2 separate regions of the Xenopus laevis genome follow, and region 1 is linked to region 2. The links are chromatin contacts, called in public Hi-C maps. All regions are on one chromosome and are shown on one strand. Each heading gives the region's core, a stretch centred on a gene start, on an enhancer-like site or on the middle of the called end of the contact. The rest is flanking DNA. Distances are from core to core; before and after follow the strand shown.

Evidence for each region. A called contact is a pair of places that touch in the nucleus more often than the background predicts.
Region 1: a contact with region 2 is called in a Hi-C map of the XTC cell line, with 3 times the contacts expected there. The contact joins two enhancer-like sites.

What each region holds. Positions count from the first base shown.
Region 1 is chr8L:90,923,555-90,930,421 of Xenopus_laevis_v10.1, forward strand. All of the region lies in intron 1 of adss1.L (adenylosuccinate synthase 1 L homeolog), which reads left to right. Among protein-coding and RNA genes, the nearest start is that of adss1.L, 6.2 kb to the left of the region's middle. Within about 2 kb of position 4,002, at least 1 of the 7 cell types and tissues checked has an H3K27ac peak or open chromatin away from gene starts, as enhancers often do.
Region 2 is chr8L:90,100,922-90,107,605 of Xenopus_laevis_v10.1, forward strand. No RefSeq gene overlaps it. Among protein-coding and RNA genes, the nearest start is that of kif26a.L, 8.2 kb to the right of the region's middle. Within about 2 kb of position 2,855, at least 1 of the 7 cell types and tissues checked has an H3K27ac peak or open chromatin away from gene starts, as enhancers often do.

The DNA of each region.
Region 1 (6,867 bases), core at 2,752-5,251, 820 kb after region 2:
TGCTGCTGAATGTAAAGTATTTAAAGAGTGGTGACAAGCTAACTTCAGTGCCAGTTACTCTCACTTTTGCATTTTGGCACCTGCCAATAACTGTTTGTGTGTATTCAGTAGTATAAGAAGCAGAGATGGAAAGATAGACAGACAGGGGCATTTTAACTGTTGCTGTTCTTCTCATGATCAGAAGGCTTAAAACACCATTTGTATCATTAGCCTGAAAGTACTTCTAGCCATCTCTGTTGTCGAGGCAACTTCTCCTGGCTCTGTGGTAGTTACGGTCAGGCTTACTTTTTATTTACGTTTGTTTTTGTTGTTTTTTGCAGTTTGTGTTGTTACTAGAGTTGCCATGGTGGTATCTGAGTAATTTAAGACACTTATAATGACAGAACCTTAACCGTGACTCAGACCTTGCAATAAACTCCACTTGAAAAGGTCCATTCGATCTAAAAATACATACAGCTGAGCCCTTAGGATGCTGTAATTAATACAAGAGCCGGCGCTTTCTGCCTCCCTGCTCCCCCAGTGTGATGTAACAGGTGCTAGACTCGCTTTAGTCTATGGCCTGTCCATTGTGTGCATTTCATTCTCACTTCATACCCGCGCCACAGGGGGCTTTGCACAAAGGTAGACTACAATCAGAAAGATTAATTATGTCAAATTGTCCTAAAAAGAACATCATATTTTCTAACGCCTCACTCCTGGTTTAAGAGTACAACATTATTGTATTCTTTAGCATTCAAATGTCCTTCTGTGCATCATTTTTATGGATTTCTATACAGTGGAACCTCAATTTTAAATATCCTGAAATGTTTCTGGAATTTTACACTGTGTGGTCCAACTAACATATAATGCATAAAGCATTTTCCCCAGATTTTACACCATTTTTTCTGTTCCCCTGAAAAACATAAAAGTGGGGTTCTTGTGCAATTAAAGAGTTGTAAATTTTTGAATCTACATTATTTACCTTAACCATATGATTTATAAAGTGCCCCCACCAGTAGCCAGAATAAGGCTGTGAAATCTTAGATGCCGACAAAGCAATGACATAGTTATTATTATTATTATTAACATGTATTTATATAGCACCAACATATTTCGCAGCGCTCTATTTAAGATACTTAATCTGACCAATCAGCAAGTGAATTTCTGATACAAATAGCCACTGGGAATTGGTGTGTTGCAAATCATCAGTCAGGTAATTTTCCTATACCTGTCATATCATGTGCTATGTGGAGCTCTGACAAAATTGTGCACCTTCAGTTGGGACTTGAACTGAAAATATTTGACAATCACTGCCGTTGCTAGGGTTGCCACCTAGCTTGGAATCCTCAGGAATAACCAGTAAAATATCAGCCAAAACAAGGGCCGATAATAGAAATTGACCAGCAATGTATTATATTGAAAAGTGGCAACCCTTGCCTTGGCATCTGCTAAAACTGAAGTTTTGCTGCTACTTTATCCATCTAAAGAGGAGTTGGACGGGGAGGTTAAGGGCCCACTGGGGCTTCCAATTCAGGGGATCACACACCCCCTGAGCCCCCCTGTTACACCCCCCACCCTCCACACACCTTGTTTTCCTCTTGCTGCGCAATCAGGGCCAAGGCAGGAGGTCAGGGTCTTGTTTTTTTCCCAGGGTCCCGCCAACACAGTCTGACCCTGATCTAAAGAAAGTCTTCTGAAATCAGTGCAGTAGACATTTGGTTATGAGCCATTAAGATGTAGTTCTACTATTTAGTGAGATAAATACCAATCAATCCAACATGTTGGAAGCGCCAAAATGATGTCATAGCAGATGTCAGTAGATCCAGGGCAGGTTGGGGGCCATTAACATCTCTTATACTGCCACTGTCACATAACAATCAGAGCTTCTACACCAGTTCTTTCCCCTAAATTCCATTTGGGAAACTGGCCTTGCACACCTCAAGAGTATGAAGTACATGTATGCAGCATTATTATAACGCCCATTCATAGATTACACAGTGTTCTGCTGCAGTAGGATTGGTAACAAATTCACCTTGAAGAAATGCAAAATTTTCAGTTTTATATAAAAAGTATTTTACTTCAGTTTTTATGACCATTCAACTGACTTTTATGGCACTAGAGCTTCTTTTCCTGTGATAAAAATGGAAGTGGTTGACCATGTAATTCTTAGAAGCTTTATATTATGTATGATCCTTGGCCTGCTACCACCCGAAGCAGTAGATCCTGTGCTGCTTTCCACCATGGAAGTTTCAGCTTGGCTTATGGCTTAAACATCCTTGGTAGCCACTAAAGATATCAGCAGGAATCATTTACTGGTTGTCTGTTTGAAAGCAAACATCTGAATGGTTACTGTGGGTTACTAGACCTATTGCAAAGCTTGAGAATTTTAATACATTACCCCTTATATCATTAAGGACTAGGACATATGTGTAGTTTTCCACAATCCACAAAAAACACTGATGATCGTCCATGGGTTGCTTACTAATTATGGAAAGTAGCCACAGACCAATAACTAATGCTTTAAATGCACTGTTGCATGTTTTGGGGTGATAATCATCTATTTAGAACTACTTACACCCCACAATAAGAAATAATCTGTGGTTAATGCACTGCATGTTTTACTCTGTCTTCATTATTTTATTATTTGCCCGTTTTATTAAATAAAATGTAATTGCATGAGCAAAAGTGATTAGTTTGAAATAGCATTGTAGAAAGTAGTATCTTGTAAAAATACAAATCTCTATATATCTATAAAATATCATACGATCATAGCCGAGTCTGTTTGCTATTTAAAGTTGCAGTCTGCTGTGTGTAACCCGGAGGTCAGCCCTGCCCCAAGCAATATAAAAATACAGTTGGAGAAGGTCAGGTTTTAGATTACATGCACTGGTATAGAATAGAACACAGGATCTTCATCTGTCGGAAAACAATATTTAAAGCAGAACATGATGGATATGTGACAAACATCAAAGGGCTTCTTGGTTATGACTTAAGCATTTCTTACACTTTTCAGCAAATATATATGCATTATTATTCTGTATTTACATATCACTAACATATTCTGCAGTACTTTAGAAAAAAATCTACTATCATTCCTTGACCCAGTGAAGTTTATAAACCAAAGTTGGCCATACATGTACCACTCCCATACTGCTTGGTTACAGATAAGATGTGATTGTACAATTGTACCATCCCTTTTTAAAGGGATACTGTCATAGAGAAACAAGTTTTATTTTTAAAATGCATGAGTTAATAGTGCTGCTTCAGCAGTATTCTGCACTGAAACCTGTTTTTTAAAAGAGCAGACAGTTTTTTATAGGTAATTTTGATATTAAAATTTAGTATGGGGCTAGATATGATGTCCTTTTCCCAGGTGCCCCCAACCATGTGTCTTCCAACCCCAACTATCAGCAGCCTATCAACAGAACAGTGGGCAGCTAACTCCCTGGAGGAGATAGTGACTCCATTGGCTAGCTGCACTGCTGCTACCGTCCTGAATTTTAGCAAGTTGGTGAACAGGCAAAACTGCCTATACTGCCTCCTAATAATTTAGCGTGGCTTTTGGCATTTCTCTTCCAGCTAAAATACACTATGGAAATTACACACATGGAAAATGGAATTACGGATATGGACATTATGGGTCAATCACAAACACATACAGTTGTGCATTATTTCTTGAGGCCTTTATTGTATCTGTCATTATCACATATCCTTTTAGGGTATGAACTTACATGTTTACATAAATAAATCACTTTTGGAATCAAGCTGTACTTTCAGCAGCGTTCCTAGAGGGGGGCGGGCCCTGGTGCGTGATGCGCAGCCGGGCCCCGCCCCACTCCGTACGGTGCGCTGCCGGGTTGATTTCAGTGGCGTGTGGCGCTGCCGGGGGGCCCTGAAGGGGTGCAGGCCCTGGCCCGCTCGCACCCCCTGCTCCCCCGGTAGTGCAGCCACTGTGTACTTTCTGTGGGTGAATGGGTATCAAGCTACTTTTGGCAGCTGTAATAAAAACTCACCCTGGTGGTCTAGTGGTGCGGCGGGGACGCACACCGTGCAATCGGCGGGGATGCCTGCTGCTCCTCTTCTCTGGCTCCTTCCTAGTGCGTGACACACGCACTTCGGGATTTTGTAGGCGCATGCGCACTAGCGTAATGACGTCAGCGCGCAATGGAGCGAAATTCAAAAGCTATTTAGGGCTGCGAGACCTTGCCTGTGATAGGAGTTTATTCCTGGTGCTTCCTGAGCTTTGCTAATTCCGTTTTGAACCTGTCTTGATTCCTGTTGTGACCCCTGCCTGGCTTTTGACTATTCTGACCTCTGGATCCTGACCCTTGCTTGAATACCGACTACTTCTTCTGATTAACCCTCTGATTGACTTCCTGGTTTGACCCTTGCCTGCCTGACTACGTTTATTCTCTGCCTGCCCCGACCCGGCCTGATCTGACTACTCTATTGCCTAACGCCTTGTACTACGACCTTCTGTCCAAAGACTTTGCTTTACAGTCGTGCCCCTCTACCTATCCAGAACCCTCATCTTGCACCTCTCGTTTAAGTCCAGGTGGCATCCAAGTAAGCCGAGGGCTCCTCCCGAGGCCCAAAGACAGTCACACTACTGGTGAAGCACGAGCTGAGACCAGGGTGCCTGGTGTTCGTTCTGGTGTTGGGTGCCGACCGTGACAGCAGCAGTCTGTATTCTTAGGTATTCTTGATAGTCCAGTGAAAAGGCACCATTGCAATATGACACACACACACACACATATATTGTACAAATCCTGATATGATTACTTGAAAGGTTCAATAGTGACTTGAAGCTGGGTCATAGGGATTCTATAATTGTTATTGCAGACTTCAGAGGTGATGCTATTTTTTTCATGAGCCTTATTTCATCGATTTATTGAGGGCTTCTTGGTCATAATAGAAAGGTGCTGTGTAGTTAATATATAAACTTAGCTGTTTCATTCTCTTGGATAAAGTCCCAAGATGGGATGCAAGCCTAAAGCTAGACATGATCCTATATAGTAACTGGTGTCCTTTGCAGCTAGACATGATGCCATTTGTGCCCTTGTCATTCAAACCACATACAATTAGATTTTACCAGTTCCTGGATCTGTTCCCATTGGGTGTTTCTCCTAATTGTTTGTTATATCTGATTTCTCTACTTCTTAATCTAATATTTTGGAGTTTACAAACCTTTTAATGGCTTCACAGATGGAATAACCAGAAGACTCATCAAGCAGGAATGACACAGCACATGCAGCCTAAGGAAACCATTCAGTAAAGACCTCAAATGTTGGCAGTGAAACATTAGGTTGATTGGACTGGACAAATATTCTCTGTCTCTACTCTCAGTCCTGTTTTGTTTGTTGCAACTGGTGAAACTGCTCTGTTAGCTCCTGTTGTCTTTTCCATGTTGAGTCATTTTCCACACTTAATCCTATAGATTGCCTCCCACTAATGTCTGTCAAGGATAATGTGGTTAATGTTTATAGCGAATGAAGGATCAACCTCATTAATTCCACAACTGTGAATTTAGGACTATGGCACACCAAGGTTTCTGATCACTGCAGTAGTCTACTGGCAATCAAACATTGTTGACTGCATCGGGTCAATAATGGAAATAGTCTAGTTCCCTGCCACATGTTGGACTCAATGAATGAGCTTTAATAGATGTCTTTGTCCATTCTGTGGTTTAAAGCCTTATTATGCAAGCAAATCTGGTTAGACAAAGGTTCACATTGACCCTGTCAAAGCAGCCAGTTGTATACCTATTTTAGATCAACGTGTAAATCCTTTTCCACATTCATGTTGCCCTATGATTTATGGTAGATGGATTAAAATAGTCTAGTAGTTCACCAGTTTATAAGAATAAGAAGATAGTAAAGTTGGGGTTATTATCCTTCAAATAGGCACGCCATAGTAGGAAGCACAAAAGCGTCAAGAATGTAATTGTAGACTGTTGCTTTAAGGCTTGTTTTCCATGAAACCAGGGGCCATAACTGAAACCCTGGAAAAAGGCCCCACTATTATGCATTCAGGCAGGTATATTTGTCCTGGCCTCTGTCTAATTCAAAACATTCTGTCAGAATACCTGGTAGTTAAGTACCATTTATTGGTCCAGAGGATGAGTTCCCACTGCTCCAAAGTCCAATGTCAGTTGCTTTTACAACAATCCAGCTGAAGCTTGACACATGGTGACCTTAGGTTTCTTTGCCTCGGATCACCAATAAAAACCCAGTGCTTCCTACAAGAAACTCTTATGCTGACATGGTTCTGGAGACAGTTTTGAACTTAGCAGTTAGGACATGTAATTGTAAATGGATTGTCTGGATACTTTTGCCCATATAGCATTTATTGCCCTACAATGCAATATTCCTTGTGATGTAAGATACATGCAGGTGTTAGGCCCATATCTACTTGCTTTGCTTTGATTATTTGCAGATGGACTAAAATACTTATTAATAACCCTAAAAGGGAATTGTTTGTATAGGGAGTTAAAGATATATCTAGACATTAAGGTGGTAATTTATCAAAGGTCGAGTTTGTGATGTTTGTGAGGTTTTTTCTACCTCGAATAAATTCACAACTCGACTGTTTGCTTATTTATGAACAAACCCTGCTCTGATGAAGCGCCCAATAACACAAAACGTGTCAGGAGAGAGTGGCTGACATGAGGTAGGCAAATGGGGGGTTGATAGTGCTTTGTGGCATGTTACAAAGAAAATGGTTTGTGAATGAATTACAGTATGTAATGACTATGGTTACGGTTGAATTGCAATAAATGTTATATGTGAGATACTGTGCATGTTTTGAATTTATATTGCATATATGGTTTGGACCTGTTGCACAGTTCTCGCTGTAGGATAGTACATATCCCAATCATCTAAAATGTAT
Region 2 (6,684 bases), core at 1,605-4,104:
ACAGTAAAAATACATCACAATACCAGCCCCGAACATAATTATACCATTTCTCCATCACTTATAATAAAAGCTTGTACACAATTGCATACCAATTAATGCAGAAACAAAATTACTACAAAAACAGAAAGAATAAATAACAAAGTGCTTAGTTGCTCAGAGAAGAATAAATGGCCCATATATAGAATGCTGCTTAAGTATAATTGTTTAGAAACTGAAAGTATGTCTACCTCCAACTGTGCCCTGGGATAGCAGTGCCAAATGGAACAGGATTTATGTTACCCATATAAGCAATATGCTTTCTTGCAGTGCTCTGAGTAAGTCAGTTTGCCCGCTCGCTCTTTGGCCCATTGCACACAAGCCAGGCTTCATCAACGTGTTTACTGTTTACTGCACAGAAACAAGCCATTCATCAAAGTGAATGGCACCATTGGTGACAGGCATATTTTGAGCATTTGCTGGTGACAGGTATTTGCCATTTAAGTCAATGTCTGCAGTCTGTGCAGTGATAGGAGACGTGGGACTTAAGGAAAGCCTTTCAGATTATCAATGAGTTTTGGCTATAGTTTTGATCTGCAGTCAGTCATTTTGCATAACTATGATTACATTTTAATCAGTGTAAAGTGTAAATAGCATTACAGGGAAGAAATTAGAAGGTTCTGCACCTGCAGAGCATCCACCTATTGCAATGGGAACATTACTATGTGCAGGGTGGGACTGGGCCGGCGGGACACCGGGAAAAAACATGGTGTGCCCCGGCCCAGACCCACTCCCATGATCGGTCGCCCCTCCCAAAGAAAAACATGATGTGTCACAATGTGTGGCAGGCCAGCGTTTGCTCATGCACGAGGGGGGGCTCAGAGGTTTGGAAGTCGGGAGGGGGCCCGGGGGACTGCTAGGAGGACCCTTGATGTCGCAGCCACGGTGGGCCCCCAATGCTCCAGTCTTACCCTGACTATGTGCCATAAACTCCATTCTTCTTTCATGGATTATGCATTAAGATCAGTGTGAAATTCCTATAAGGGAATTCGTAGCAACACTATGAATGCTCTCAAATTACAAACAGGGGTGCTGCTGCCATGAGGCGAGTTGAGCAACTCTCCTCAGACGGCAATGCAAAAACACTTACCAGGGGAAGCAAAAAGCCTCTCCTGGTAAATTTAAGAGCTGAATTTATAGTTTTTAAACTGGAAATTTGGCTCTTCTAGTGCATATAGTGCAAAAGTGAGACATGGCCCATTACCTGTATAATATATGTGCAATTAACCTTAGGAATAAGTTACACACAGCAGGTGCCACATACAGGTCCGAATTTGTGGAGAGGCCACCAAAGCCCAGGCCTGGGGCGGCAGGATTTTAGGGGGCGGCATGCTGCCCAACCACACCCACATTGGTTCAGAAATACTGGAGATGAGCAGGAGATACAATAGTTTTTAAAATCTCACTGTGCACCAATCCCCATTGCTCCGGTCCCGATGATGAAAATGTGAGCAAATAAAAGGGAGGGGACGGCGGCGACGAACGACAGCGGGCCTAGGGGCACCTTCTATGTAAATCCGCCCTGGCCACATACTGATACCAACTACCATCTCTAATAAGTGGTAAATAGATCTGAATGTTTATAGATGTCTTTTTTAAGGTTTGCACTGCCTGGTACTATGTAATTTAAAAGAGAAATTAGGCCCCATTATTGTTAATATGTAATGCAATGTACCCCCTTGGAAACCTTCCCTCTTCAATAACTTATGACTGTATTTAAGTGAGGGACAAGGTAGTGCAGTCCTTAATACTGTTTAATACAGCAAAAATGTAAGGATTTTCTGTGTCCTATGTCTGTGTAGATTTCCTCCAGGTATTCAGGTCCTCCCACACTGCTAAATATACCTCCTGACGAAACTGACACTAGTATGTAGATGTAATAGGGACCTGGAGCTGCAAGCACCACTGAGATAGGGACTGCTGTGAATAATAAACAATCTCTGTAAAGCACTGAAAAACATGTTGGTGCTATAGAAATAATGGATGAGAAAGGGGAAGTACACCTAAAATTAACTAACAATATCCTGTAATTGAAAGTAAGCTAAGCAGCTTCTCTTGCATTCAGGCTTTTGCTTTTCATCTGTCATTCCAGGAAGCAATAAAAATAAAACAATGACATACTGCAGAATGCAACAGTCTAACTCACGCCTAACATTAAGAATAAGCAAATTTTTACTACAGATAACTGATAATTACGACCACGTATTACTGACCTTATTTATATAGTTAATGTCTTTCTTTAGAAACTGGAGGTACTGATGTAATTGAATTGGGAATGTGTATTTCCTTGCACTTTAGACAATTATAGGGCAGATTTAACCATGAATTGATGCTTTCTGTCCAGTCTTGAGGGATTTGGTGATTTAATCTGCTGATTTGTATTGCTATTGTATGGTACCCAGTAGGTAAGGGACCCCAGCTGTCTGGATTCAGGTCACACTCCAAGGAGAAGTATGTACTTTCTACGTTAAGGCTTATGGCATATGTTGCTTTTAAACTGCTATGCTGACCACACTACTACTGTGTTTGCTACTACTACTACTATGTTTTATCTTCTGGCTAAACACCACTACATATAACATAATTGCTACAATTGTACTACTGTGCCTCTTACAAGAAGCACGTGTGTCTTACCTGCAGTGTAGTGCATTGCAGAGAATACCACAGTCAAAGTAAGCTATGAACTGTAAGGAATACTCACGCTCTGGTCCTCTTTGGCAAAATGGCGGTTCCGGTTCTCTTCGGCAAGATGGCGGCCTGCAGGACTCCCTTGTAGCACGTTCTGATGCCCGAGCATCAAACATGCGCAACATCTTGACGCCAGCATGTCAGAATGGACGCAGCATCAGGACACCTGGGCGTCAAGGTGCGCAATGTCAGCACGCAGCATCATGACGCCAGCGCGTCTGTTTGGCACCAGAACTGGCCTATGTAAGATGCCAGAACATTACAGACCTTGCCCAAATAGGTTCATCTTATGGAGTTCCTGGGTGTGATCTATTGCTAAATTCCTTGATTATTGTTATTGACTGTTATTGACTGTTGTTTAGATTTTGAACCTTGCTGTCTGGATTGACCCTTTTGCCTGGACTTTGTTTACTTTTTTGCCTAGCCCTTTTGATACCGCAAACTGAATTGAACTTGGTCCGCAAAATCCCAACAGAGCATTCGGGACCTGACATGAACTCAGTAATGTTTAATGGAAACATTCTTGAATGATACACACGATTATTTTAATAGGTATAGTATTCTCTTTATTGTGGATCTCTTTTTTTTATCTACACTCAGACTCCATATATTTTTAAGAACTGCAAATAAACTAAAGGTTGCATATCTCTGACTAGTATAAGAAAAGTAACATTTTTCTGCATGTGTATTCATTTTCAAGGAAAATAATCTGAATATAATTATTAACCACTTATGACTCGCCAACCTGAACTTGCATTTTGCCCCCTTCCAAAATGCAAGTAAATAAATATAAATACATATCCTGTAGGATAAATCTTGGTCCATTGTTCCAATTTTCAGGATTCTGCTGTACATTTGGTACTTGGCTGACCTTTAATAGTAGCTGCTGTCACTGATATCCTGCAGGGACTGCCGAAACCACTGCACAAATATGATGTGACTGAAACATTATATATTAATAAGCCCAATATAAATAAAAATGACTTTCTCGCGGTGCAGGTGCGGCAGGACAAGTACATCAAATATTACTAATAATTTATCACACAGAAGGAATCTACTGTAAATTCTACAAGTCATGCCAGTGCTCAAATAAAGAAAACCCTACCACTTTTATTGACTTTTTGGAGACAAATATAAGATACCGTTTTCCAGTAAAACATTATTATTACACCCCCACCCATATATTATTATAATGTAATCCTTTGGTTGCTTTTTGCATTCAGTGCTGGTTTGGTAAGGATGAAGGGAGTTGTAATGCAGAGACTGCTTTGAATCCCCCCACCCCCTCCCAGGCCTCGATACAGAGGCAATGCGCTGTCTACATTAAGGCTAGAGCCTATCAGCAAGATTCATGTTCTTCAGCTGTTTAAATAGACGGCCCACCAATTTATTCTATTATTTATTAGAAAAAGTACATTTTCTTTTGGTTGGGGTTTATCTTTAAAAAAATCTATGATTATTTAACATGGGAGCAAAATTACTCTGGTGTAGGTGTTTTTGCTCACTATTATGATATAATTATACAGGTCATATAAAGCAAACAGAAATTTTAACACATGTTGTTAGTGTCCACAGTGAACCCAACCTAACCCTGTCATATGCCTCATGTTATAAAAAAAGCAATGTACAGTAAATAAGCCCAGTAGGCAACAAACAGACTGCATTCAGTACATAACACACATACATACATTTATTACAGACAGATGCAATTGCTACTCACTATGTTTCATATTACATAGTGTAATATAACAAAGCTAATAAGGGTGACAAGAAATCAAGCAATCAAATTTGGTTTAATGAAAAGAATACTTATATTATTAAAGAATAAAGGGAAGTCTGTACACTGGATAAGGCTTATCATATAGACCATGGGGGTAGAGACTGGGTGCTCCTGAGTATATGGTTCAAGTATTAAATAAAAAATATGACAGAAACTCTTTATATAGGGCACATCGGACTTCTCTCAAATTAATCTTCCCCGTGGCAGATTTGATAAGGTTTAAGCTTATAATGTAACTTTTAATTAATTGTGTTAAAAATTCCCCATTTAAGAACATACACACATTTCCCTTATTTCAGGAACATAAGGAGTACATTCATGTGTTAATATTATATAACTCACAGCAATACATTATCCCTTGACTAGCAGTAGATATGGAAGTGGTGTTTGCTTCCTGTCCCCTACAAAACTCTCTGCTCCCCTGGATGCCAATAAGCAGCACCTCACTGGGGATAGCTGACAAATTAGTCACTACCCATTAGAACCTACAGCTTTCTATTAATTTAAGTTTTGTGCTCTTGGAAGTATGGGAGATATGGTTCTGGCATATAAATGTGCAAAATTCACTATTACACCCCACTCAATAAGGAGACACAAACATCATCCCAACTAGGGATGCACTGAATCCAGGATTCGATTTGGGATTTGTTATGGGATTTTGGCAGGATTCTGCCTTTTTCATCAGGATTCGGATTCGGCCAAATGCTTCTGCCCGGCCTAACCAAATCCGAATCCTAATTTGCGTATTTAAATTAGGGGCGGGGTAGGAAATTGCATGACATTTTGTCACAAAACAAGGTAAAAAAAAGTTTTCCCCTTTGCACCCCTAATTTGCATATGCAAATTAGGATTTGGTTCAGTATTCGGACTAATCTTTCGCAAAGGATTCAGGGGTTCGGCCAAATCCAAAATAGTGGATTTGGTGCATCCCTAATCCCAACTGATGTGCACTTTGCTAACAGCCTTTTCAAGACTTATAAATGGCAGTCGAAAACTAGTCCCTACACTGGCATCAGCCTTTCCTGGATCCATTGTGGTGGCCCAATGCAGGTACATGGAGCAGATTTCAGTGCCAAAATGCATGCTTTCCATGCTGAAATATTTGATGTATGTCCAACCCGATACAATGGATCCAAGTGCAGTCACAGGGGAAAAGATGATGTAAAGGCTGATTATCCGCCTGAGTTTATCCAATGGCCGAGAATCAGCCACATCTGGCATTTTTGGATTTGTTTTGGTTTAGACTCAAACAAAACAAAGTGGGCCCATTTTATCTGGAAAGCAGATAGTAGTAGATAGGAACACATTGCTGCTGAGACTGTATAATTTCCTTCTATTAATAAAATGTCTTTGTGAAGTTAACATATGCAGCATTTTTCTATGTGTATCCTTTGTTAATCCTAGCTAAGATTCATTTAAATTTCTGTTGCATTATTATTTTTTTCTTTTTATTGACAAGAGACAAAAAATAAAAGGAGTCAACAAAATATTTGGAAGAATGTTATTTAAAAGTCAGAAGCAGTGGAAATCTGCAAGGAAATCAGAAAGGAAAGGTTATATAAATGCAGAGAGGTAAATCACTCAATAGTTTTGTCAGTGCTTTTCTAGTAAATTGTAGTGCCATAAAACAGGCTGTTGAAGGTCAAGTAGGGAGCTGGCAAAGAGAGACTTAATTAAGCAAATGTTCCCATATTCAGCAAAAAAAAAAAGAATCTGTTAAAGGATTTTCTTTTTCTCTTCAGAGTGGGTGGCGAAGGAGTAATGGTACGTGTAACTGCTCCACTGGGCACAGATTTCCAGCCAGAGAACCACAAGCTGACAGTTCCTGCTTGAGAGTATGGACAATGAAAAACTGCAGAGATCAGAAGACTGAAAAAAACTGACAGATGCTTCCCAGGCTGCTAAAAGGGAACTGCACCACCTATAAAACTCCATGGCCTATATTAGTCTAATCTCAGAGGTGGAACATTATTTGTATATATTTTGGGGTATTTTTAAATGGTGGAGTCATTTAAACTGCTTAATATGCTTAAATCACTTAAAGTTATTGTCTGGTTGCTAGGGTGATCACTGATATGTGGTTGTTAAAGTCAATGAACCTAGCAACTAGGCAATGAAAGACATGAACATGAACAAGGAAGGCATTAATATCATAGCAATCAATTTCTAGTGGTAGTAAA